Regions from separate parts of the Mus musculus genome. Here region 2 is linked to region 1. A link is a contact called in public HiChIP or PLAC-seq data. All regions are on one chromosome and are shown on one strand. Each heading gives the region's core, a stretch centred on a gene start, on an enhancer-like site or on the middle of the called end of the contact. The rest is flanking DNA. Distances are from core to core; before and after follow the strand shown. Region 1 holds the start of Scmh1 (sex comb on midleg homolog 1). Region 2 overlaps Gm36134 (a long non-coding RNA gene).

Region 1 (5,371 bases), core at 1,409-3,908:
ATCCTTGCTAGCATCTGCTGTCACCTGAGTTTTTGATCTTAGCCATTCTGACTGGTGTGAGATGGAATCTGAGTTGTTTTGATTTGCATTTTCCTGATGACTAAGGATGTTGAACATTTCTTTAGGTGCTTCTCAGCCATTCGATTTTCCTCAGTTGAGAATTCTGTTTAGCCCTGTTCCCCATTTTTAAATAGGGTTCTTTGGTTCTCTGGAGTCTAACTTCTTGAGTTCCTTGTATATATTGGATATTAGCCCTCTATGTAGGATTGGTAAAGATCTTTTCCCAACCTATTGGTTGCTGTTTTGACCTATTGTGGTTTGCCTTACAGAAGTCTTGCAATCTTCTTTTTGTTTGTTTGTTTTTTGTTTTGTTTTGTTTTTTTGTTTTTTGAGACAGGGTTTCTCTGTGTAGCCCTGGCTGTCCTGGAACTCACTCTGTAGACCAGGCTGGCCTCGAACACAGAGATCTACCTGCCTCTGCTTCCCAAGTGCTGAGTTTAAGGCATGCCACCATCGCCTGGCAAGCCTTGCAATCTTATGAGGTCCCATTTTCAATTCTTGATCTTAGAGCATAAATATTGGTGTTCAGGAATGTTTCCCCTGTGCCCATGTGTTCGAGGTTCTTCCCCACTTTCTCTTCTATTAGATCCAGGGTATCTGGTTTTCTGTAGAGGTCCTTGATCCACTTGGACTTGAACTTTGTACAGGGAGAAGGAAGGTCCATCCAGAGACTGCCCCACTTGGGAATCTATCCCGTATACAGTTGCCAAACCCAGACGCTATTGCAGATGCTAGAAAGTGCTTGCTGACTGGAGCCTGATATGGCTGTCTCCTGAGACGCTCTGCCAAAGCCTGACAGATACAGAGGCAGATGCTTGCAGCCAACTATTGGACTGAGCATGGGGTCCCCAATGAAGGAATTGGAGAAGGGACTGAAGGAACTGAGGGGGTTTGTAGCCCTATGGGGGGAGCAACAGTGTCAACTGGCCAGACCCCTCCCCCCCCAGCTCCCGGGGACTGGATCACCAACCAAAGAGTATACAGGGAGGGACCCATGGCTCCGGCCATATATGTGGCAGAGGATAGCCTCGTTGGACATCAGTGGGAGGAGCGGCCCTTGGGCCTTAGGGGTTTGATCCCTCAGTGTCGTGGAATGTCAAGGAGGGAAGGCATTGAGTGTGTGGGTGGGTGGGGGAGCACCCTCATAGAGGCTGGGGGAGCAGGGATAGGATAGGGGGTTTTTGGAGGGGAGACCTGGAAAGGGGATAACGTTTGAAATGTAATAAGGAAAATATCCAATAGAAGAGAGAGAGGAAAAAAAATTGAAGTTCTAGTGTAGATGTGCAAGGATCTGCCGTGCTTTGGCTTCCCTTCATTCTCTAACATTAACAGCATCACCACCAGATTCCCAGAGCCTCTCAGACTCTTGATAGCCATCCCTGCCACACCTTTGCTCTCAGTCTCTCCTCATCCTGAGAAGCCTTTCTTTGCAGCTTCCTCTAGGAACCAGATTGAATGAGCTTCGGGCTAAGTAAGGGCTGCTTTCCCGGAACTCTCTGGTTCTGGTGTGAGTTCCATAGCTGTGATAAAGACCCCTACCAAAAGCAACCTGGGAGAGGAAATGGTTTATTTGGCTTACACTTCCACAACATTGTTCATCTCTGAGGGAGGTGAGAACAGCAACAGGGAGACAGGAAATGAAGCTAGGCTATGGAGCAACATCCTTTATTGGCCTCTCTTTATACCACCTAGGACCACCTCTGCCCAGGGGTAGCACCTCCCACATCAATCATTAGACAAGAAAATGCCCACCCAGACTTTGCCTATAGGCCATTCTGATGGAGACTGTTATGCAACTGAGATTCCACCTTCTGAGATAAGAGTAGATTTGTTTCAGGCTGATAAAAATCAACCAGCATTTCCCTTAACACCTGACCTCCAGGCAAGAGCACAGCCAGTAAAATTGTGTGATCTTGGAGACGTAGCTCTCCCCCCCACCCCCATGAACTTCAGTTTCCGCGGGCTAAAACATAACGTTCTTGAGACACAATTGTGTGTGGGGTGGGGTAGCATCATTGGAAGGACCCTAGCCACTGTAGTACCTAGCACGCTAACATTCAAAGCCTACTACGGGGCAAAAGTGAAGGCCTGCTTTTGTTAGTCTTGTTGCACCTTTTGGGGCGCACTGGTTTTCTCCTCATAGTAGTTTTCCTCCCGCCTGCGCATTGGAAAGACTAAAGGTGCGAAGGAACTCTTTTAAGATTACTCCACAGCCGGCCACCAGCTGGGTGGGGGCTGAGGGCCGACGGGATTCGAACCTGGGACCTCAGAGGACGTCATTCACTTGTCTGGGAGACGCGAGCAATCCAGTGGGTCGCGGCTTTTTTTTTTTTTTTTTTTTTTTTTTTTTTTTTTTTAGGGCTGGCGGTCGCGAGGCGGGGGGAAGGCGCGAGGGGTCGCCCCTTCCCGCCGCCCCGCGCGCGCGCGCGAGAGAACCCAACGGCCGCGGCGCGCGCCACCTCGCGGCAGGAGTCTCTGGCGGGCGGGGCTGGGCAGCTCTCGCCCCCGCCCCCCGCCCCTCGGCCGCCGCCGCCGCCGCCGCCGCCGCCTCGGTGGAGCCCCCCGCCTCCCGCCGCCGCCTCAGCCGAGCCGCTCTCCAGAGCCGTCGCCCGCCCCTGCCGGCGTCCTCGCTCGCTCCCTGCGCAGCGGAAACATGGCGGCTGGATGGGAGTGAGCCGCCCGCGCCCCGCGCCGCTGTCGCCCTCAGGTAAGCGCCTCACTGCCACCCCCGGCCCGGTCCGGGCCCCTCAAGGCCCGCCTTACGGCCACGGGCTGGAGCGAGTCCCCGCCCGGTGACCCTGGTGTCTGTGTCCGCGGCCCTCCGGCGGCCGTGTCAACCCGGCCAGAACCCCGGCGGCCTGCGCCGCATCTGCTCGGGCCCAGTGTCCGGCGGCGGCCTGACGCGTCGGGGTCGGTCGGGGGCGCGGCGCGCGAGTCCCCGCACAGGGCCCCTTCCGAGCGGGGAGCAGGGCTTGGGGCGGAACCGGGAAGCCTGGCTCGGGCCCAGTGCGGGGGCTCTTTCGGGCTGCTGGGACGCGTCGCCAGAGAGATTCGCCTGGGTCCCAGCAGCGGAGCACCGGGGGTCGTGAACACAGTGGGCTTGGAGCTTTCTTCAGGGGTCCCGGGGCTGGGGGCGGGGTGGGGGAGACTCACTTGTGTCACCTGCCTGGAGCCGGGCAAACACCCGGCGGCTACAGAAGGTTTCGAACCTGAGACAGGGAACGGCGGACAACCTTAGAGCACAGCAGGGGAAGGAGTTCCCTAGTAGATAGGTGAACCCCAAAACATACCCCAAAGCGAAGAGATCTGAGAGTCATCCAGGCTCCCCCTACTCTTATCCTATTCGGGAAGGAAGTTATCTTTAAAAATTCCAAATAATACCCTAATAATTTGGCGAACCTTTTAGGACGGCTCTCCGTCCTAGTCCTAATAACCTTTCTAAAGTAAGGCCGTCCAGTCTGGTCCTGGATGGATTTGGTTATAGGTAGAAAGGAACGGCTGTCTCTCGTCTTTCTGCTTCGTTTCCTCTTGGGCAGCTGTTAAGAGTGAAGATAGTAATCGTGTCCCCTGAGTCTTATTTTGGCTAACTCCCAATTCCTTTAGTCTTTTTCTTTACTCTGGTCTTTGATCCGCTCCTTTGATGAGCACTGGTTTGCCCATATTGCCCCCACAGAAGAGCTTCTTGTGAGCAGAGAGACCAAGCTCAATCATTTCTAAGGGAAGAGCTTTGACCCTAAAGGACTGACCTTAAATAAAAAGTACTCTCCCTTCCTCATTTTCGTACTGCGTTGAACTTAGCGGGTGGGGGTAGGGAGGGGAGAGGGAAAAGCTGTATAGTAGTAGCATGTGTTCCCCCAAGCTAAAAGAGATCATCCTGTTTTGTGGTTTCTCTTCCTTTGAAAAATTGAACACTTCATCAAGTGAGCTAATGTATATCAAAAGATTGTACAGTGTAATATATCATGCAGATAAAAGAGCTTATTATTTTTGCTCTAAAAAGGACTGAGACCTAGATTGGTGCCAAACTGCAATTTAATATTTGCTTGGAGAGAGAACTGCCTTATGACAATGAACTCTGCTTTTTTTCCCTGCCAGCAGAAGGCCTCAACTTGCTGTGAAAAAAACACTTTCTGTTGCTCATTAAAAAAGCATTCCTTTTTTTTCCTTTTTTTTTTTTTAAAGTTTAATTCTTAGCCTTGGTGGTACGTAGGGTTAAAGTACTTAAAACGGATCTTTTATTAGTTTTTTAGACCTTTGCCTAAGCATCCCTGCAAACAAGTAATTTCTTAAGCCCATTAGGGAAGTGATGGCTTTGTAGATAAAATGCTAAGATCTGTGGCTGGGACCTCATTCAAGATCTGAGCAAAGTTTCACTGTTTTTGTAACTAAGGCAAGCGCATACCAGCAGTCAGAACTGTGTTTATCTTTGTACTTATGTCTTTGTTTTTTGAATTGGTTAGTGGTTTTTAAGTTTGTAGCACATAAGTCAAAATTTTAAAGGTGTTGCTTTTTAATTGTGTGTGTGTGTGTGTGCGCGCGCGCCCATGGAGGCTAGAGGAATAAGATTTCTCTACAACTGGAGTTATAGAGAGTTGTAAGATAACAGTTGGGTGCTAAGAGCTAGGCTTGGTTCCTCTGGAAGAGAGATACATGATCTTAAACATTGAGCTATCTCACCAGCTCCACACATGTCAGATTTTAATTTCTGGAATGTTAGTTTGTGCAAATACTGTTTCACTTTTGTGTAACTTGTTAAAGAATTATATGGTGCCATTCTGTACAGAACTGCACCCTCCAGGGTAAGGATTCAAAACTGGGAAAACTCTGATATGAACATTACAATGAAATTTAAACTTGCTGTATTGTAACCTTTATACTTATATACTACCATGTGTCAGGCATTGAGTTATGTATGGTGTAGACTGGACACACAGATAAGTGGGACATTTGTAACATTGTGGAGCTGGACCAATGTGGTGCTTACACAGGCTAGCTCAATAAAAGTTAAGCACTGCATGGAGAGTGAGGGCTTTTGAACTAGCCAGGCTTTGAGGGAAGGCTATGGGGAGGGATGAGCCTAGGCTCTGGTGATGAGGGGGCCAAGAGGAGTAGAATATGCCTTAGAGAAAATAGAACAAATAAAGGAAAAGTAAGAGAAAAGGATTGACCCCCACAAAACCCACAACACTTTGTGACTGCCAATAATGTAACGGTAGAGATAAAATATAGTAAATTATGAAGGTCCAGCCAGGCAAAGACTGTGTCATGGTGGACCTTGTATATATAAATATTGTGAAATTAATTCAGTGGG
Region 2 (5,371 bases), core at 2,005-4,504, 160 kb before region 1:
CCACCATATCCACAAAAGCAGTGAAAGTCATTTTAAACCAAAAAAAAGAAAAAAAGAAAAAAAAAGAAAATTTGGGGAAAGAAATTATAGCAGCACCCTTTTGACTTCAATGTAACAAATAGTCCCCTACATTCTCATCCATAACATGAGAGAATGTTAACTGACTAGGCTCGAACCACACACCAGCCTGTGCTTAATTGACTATGGGCAGGGTCCAAAAGGAACATGGCAGCCCACTCTGGATGCATAGATTGTCTGCCATTCCCAAAAGAAGGGGAGGGTGCTGAGCAGACAGTGCCCTTTACAGGGGCGTCAGCTGAGTCCCTGACCAGAGGTGTGAAGGAGTCTGGAAGACAAGGAAAATCTACAAAGAAGTTGGGAGAGTTGTGGAAGGGCAAGCCTGAAGACAGAGGAATGACAACATCGTCCTTGGTGAAGGGAAGAAGTCAACCTCAGAATGCTTCTGTGTGTGCCAAGAAGACACACGAGTATCCGCCAGGTTCGGGTAACCAGGCATTACTAATAAGGACTAAGAATAACCCTGGAGCTTAGGGTTACCAAGGCAAGGGTGAAGAGACAGAGTGGAGCTGCCTTGGGAAAGCAGCCTGAGTAGAGGGTAGTCAACACTTCCTGTGGAGCTGGCCAGTCTATCTTTTCTTTTCCTGATAGGGTCTCACTGCGTAACCCAGGCTGGCCCTGAACTCAGGAAGATCTGCCTGCCTTCCACTACTAGACTTAAAGGCCGGTGCCACCGTACTCAATGCACCCAGGCAAGCTGGTGAGTCTTCATGCTCACCAGCTGTGTAAGGCTGGACACCTTAGATCTCTTATCTCCAAGCCTGTGTTTGCTTGCCTTGAAAATGGTGAGTGTGGGGCTGGAAAAATGGCTCAGCAGTTAAGAGCACTGGCTGTTCTTCTAGAGGCCCTGAGTTCAATTCCCAGCAACCACATGGTGGCTCACAACCATCTGTAATGGGATCCCGCTGCCCTCTTCTGGTGTATCTGAAGCTACAGTGTTCAGGAGTATTTTAAAAATTTAAGAAATTAGTGAGTGTGACCCAAGCACAGCAGTACACATCCTTCATTTCAACACTTGGGGGGCTGGGATATAGGTTCATGAGTTCAAAGGCAGCCTGATCTGCATAATGACACCTGTCTCCAAAGAATAAATAGACAGTACCAAAATGTTAAATGTCCTGATGGAAGTAAGACCTAAGTGACGGTGCCTCTGTCACCGACCTGAGTGGGAATACAGAGACAGAGGCCATATAAAAGACTGGCCCCAGGCTAGCTCGTAAGATACAAACAATAATGTCATCCCTCTTTTTTTATTATTGCCCTTACAGAGATGGGATGCGGATGGGGCAAGGGCAGGGAAAGTGTACTGAACTTTTGAGCTCTGATGAGAGAGCACTCTGGGATGCAGGAGGCTTTCATCCATGGTCCAGGACTCCGTGCCCTGAGCAAGTGATGGAGGCCCTACTTTCTGACCTTCTGCTCAATAGTAGGCTCTCTGCCGGGCAATTTACTCTCATCAGCTAGTTTTCTTCCATTACCTCACACAGCAACCATGGGGGACAGTGTATCAGTTAGCTCTCGCTGGATAATAAGTCACCCCAACATTCATGGCTTAAAATCACCACCACTTACTGGTTAAGCTTGTGATTCTATGGCTCGCTAGTGCAGCTAGAATATCCTGCTGTTGGCTGGGCTCACTCATGCATCGGCAATCAGCTGCTCCTCAGTTAAGTGGCTCTGCTTCTGGGCCTTGGCCGGCTGTCATCAGAGTGATGGGCGGGATCTGGCCATGTGTCTCTCTTCCTCCAGCAGGACAGCTCCAGCTTGTTCACACCACAGCTGGGCAGGATGCCAAGAGGACAACTGAGAGTATGCAAGACCTCTTGAGACTTGGGCTCGGAACTGGCCCTACCACATTCTGTCACAGGCCAGAGTAAGTCACAGGGCCAGCCTAGAGCCAAGGAGAGCAGAGAAAACTACAGGGTTGTCATGATGTGAGGGAGGCCCACTCAGCACAGAGTCTGGAGTGGTGATGGCACACGCCGCTAATCCCAGTATTCAGGAGGCAGAGGCAGGCAGATCTCTGAGTTTGAGGTCAGCCTGTCTCTTCAAAAACAAAACAACAACAGCAACAACAAAAAAAACATGTCCAGCAACAGTTGGAGCCACTTGCAGCCGCATAGATAGATCTCACCATCACTGCCATCTTACATGGCAAACCCCACCCACAGGCTCTGGTGGATCCCAGAGGCAGGGAACTCTTTCTTAAGGAAACCAAGTGTGCCCACTCCATAGAGGTGTGGGATGCGAGCGAGAGCTGTGATCGAGCCAGTAAGACTCAAGGAAGTGACAATGTCTTGTCCAATGTGCGCAGCCAACAAGTGACAGAACCAGGCTTTGAACTCTTTGAGTCTCATATTTGATTGGTGATATTCAAACTCCATTCTCTCATGGGACAGTGATGCGGCCCTGTTTGATACAATCTCAAACACCAGTGAGCTTGGCTGAAATGAAGATGAGGCGGGAGAAAGGTGCAGACGGAGTTGGGTTGGAGGGGCAGAGAATTGCTTGTGAGAAAAGTCCTTGCTGTGCAAGGATGGGGACCTGTGTTAAAGCTGGGCTTGCTGGCATGCACTGGAACCCCAGGGCTGGAGGACAGAGAGAGGAGATTCTAGGGCAAGCTGGCCAGTCAGTCTAGGCAGTCTGTAAGTACCTGCTCAGTGAGTGGCCTTGTTACAGAAGAGCAATAGAGAGTAACTGAGCGACATTGGACATCCACCACTGGTTCCCACACTCACATAGCTGTGCACCCACTCACACATACATACATACATCACATGGGAGACAAACAACGGCAACAACAAAAATGGAGAACTAGAGGCAAGGGAGTATCAGGATTGAGCAGAGAGCCTGTGGCCCTGGCAGAGACAATAGCTTTATGCTGTGGATTCCAGCCTGCCAAAGAGAGGCACAAGACTCTGCGGGCCAGACCAGGGCTGACCCTTTTCTAGACTGAATCTCTGTCTGGGCCTCAGGCTGGCAGGGTCCCATCAGGAGCTGGATGGTGAGGTAGCTGCCTCTGGTGTCTCACTGAGCTCCCAGCCCCAGTGGTGACAGGCAGGGCCAAGAGATCAAAGAGGTGCCGCGAGGCTGACTAAAGGACCTGCCTCTCAGAAGTGTTCTCGTGACATCTCTGCCTGGCTGAGGGTGAGCAGAGGGCACTGGCCTGCCAGGGGACTGCCCCACCTCCTCACCTCTACTGCCACCGCCCCTCCCCCACAGACACCAGAGCCAGGAGCACAGCTGTGCCCAGCCAAGCTGCCGGGTGCCAAGCGGGGCCTGGCGGGCTCCCTCTCATCTGTCTCTCTTTAGCAGGAACAAATGGGAATGAGGGAATCAATTAACAAGGCTCCTTAGCCAAATGACGGCTGCTCCCACCTCCCCAGCCTGTTAACCCTTTTCTTCCAGGGCTGGGTTAGGCTGTTGGGCTTGCTGCTGCAAGCCCTGGCCCTGTGGTGCCAATGAATGCCATGCTCCCGTCTATGCCAGATGCAGATGGCAGCTGCCAAGCTGGAGAGCAAGAGCCAAAACATGAGAACCAAACTTTACCTCAACAGAATCAGGGGTTGGTCTCAGCACACTCAGAGGTACCCCCTGCTACAGGCAGGCCTGGCCCTTTCCTTCCTCTTTAGGGACCCGAGACCCACTTCTGGAAAAGAAAAATAAACAGAAGGGAAAGGTCTGGCCCAGGTTGGTGAGTCACAGTCAAGTCCCTTCTGAGACCCATGCAAGGTCTGGAGAGTTATGGGCCCAGGGGACAGGGTAGGGGGTTATCAAAACACTTTGAATAAGCCCTGCACATTGTTTTCCCCTCTGAAAGCAAAATGATCTCTCTCTGAGAGATTTGGGAAGGCAAGAAGAAGGTTCTGGGAGTCCTGGGTTGTCAGAAGCCCTGAGTTCAAGCACCCGTTCAACAGCTGACCCACCACTTGATGGCATTTTGAGGCATTAACTAACAGGCCATTCTCATCAAATGCCATTACTTTTTGCCCAGGAAGTTTCCCAAGCCTTGGGTTGGCTTTGGCCTTGAGCTGTATTATATAACTCAAGGCACACCATTTACAATCTGCTCCACCATTGGCAGGGACATTGAGGTCACTTGTATTAGACACGCACGCACACATGCACATGTATGTATATATACATACTCTTGGCATTCTCTGTTCAGAAAGACTTATCTAAGTTTGTTTTTTGTAATGGGGGCTGGAGAAATGGTTTGATCAGGAAAGGGTTTGCTGAGCAAGCATGAGGGTCTGAGTGTGAATTTCTAGCATTCACATCAAAAGCCAGGCATGGTGGAGCGCACCTCTAATCCCAGCACTGGGGAGACAGAGACAGCAGGATCTGTGAGGCTCGCTGGCAGCCAGTCTAGCCAACTGGTGAGCTCCAAGTTCTGTGAGAGACCCTTAAAAAATAAGGTGAAGAGCAATAGAGGAAGCTATCAAAGGGTGACCTCTGACCTCCACAGTAATACACAGATAGACAGAAAGACACCCATGAACACACATCACACACACACACACACACACACACACACACATTACACACACACACACTCGCGTGTTAAAAAAAAAACTGTATGCAACTTGCATTGAAATATCTGCCATTTCCACACCCCAACCTTAGACTAGCAAGAAAGATCATGGAGGACAGGGCAATGAGGAGAGCCATCTGCAAGCCCCATTCCCATACTCCAGTTGTTTCCAGAGGCAAAGAGCCATAGAAAAAACAAGCAAGTGTGCTTTAAGACAATGCTTACTCTCCATGCAGGTGGGGCATGAGTGATATTGTGGTCTCAGAGACATTTTGGTTAATCCACCCATGATTCCCTGTTACAAATAGGCAGTAAACTTCTACAGTCAGCCATTCATCTGTCTGTTAGGTTCCCAAATGATAGGGTTAGCCTAGGATGCAGAGATGGCTCTTGAAGACAGAAACCACAGATACCCCCCACACCAACTTCGTAGAAATGGAGATATGCTGAGCCTCACTTTTCTGACCTGTAAAATAGGGCCAACCTCACTGAGCTACCTTGAGGATGACGTGTGACAGCTCAAATAAGAAGGCCTAGAACAAGCCGGGAGTGGTGGCACACCCCTTTAATCCCAGCACTCGGGAGGCAGAGGCAGGCAGATTTCTGAGTTTGAGGCCAGCCTGGTCTACAAAGTAAGTTCCAGGACAGCCAGGAAGTTCCAGGAAGGGGAAGCAAGCTTGACTTGGGATCTCTCTAAAATGGAGCATCTGGGTTAATTCCTCCAGCTCTGATACCACAGGGCAGCAGAGCCCCGAGCAG

Evidence for each region. HiChIP or PLAC-seq counts read pairs in DNA pulled down with a chosen protein or histone mark.
Region 2: a contact with region 1 is called in an H3K4me3 HiChIP or PLAC-seq map of embryonic basal ganglia, with 2.2 times the contacts expected there. The contact joins the enhancer-like site here to the promoter of Scmh1 in region 1. A contact is called at or near these places in 3 of 39 promoter capture datasets (the C10 cell line, embryonic stem cells and frontonasal cranial neural crest), 1 of 484 Hi-C or Micro-C datasets (embryonic stem cells) and 2 of 115 datasets of contacts at active chromatin or transcription factors (embryonic basal ganglia and oligodendrocyte precursor cells).

Annotation. Positions count from the first base shown.
Region 1 is chr4:120,402,690-120,408,060 of GRCm38.p6, forward strand. It overlaps Scmh1 (sex comb on midleg homolog 1), which reads left to right and starts at 2,659. Exons shown (of 18, transcript NM_001379185.1): 1 at 2,659-2,767.
Region 2 is chr4:120,245,782-120,251,152 of GRCm38.p6, forward strand. All of the region lies in intron 1 of Gm36134 (a long non-coding RNA gene), which reads right to left. Among named protein-coding and RNA genes, the nearest start is that of Gm36134, 14 kb to the right of the region's middle. Within about 2 kb of position 3,255, at least 96 of the 459 cell types and tissues checked have an H3K27ac peak or open chromatin away from gene starts, as enhancers often do. A contact at or near this core is called in embryonic basal ganglia, where this site is marked.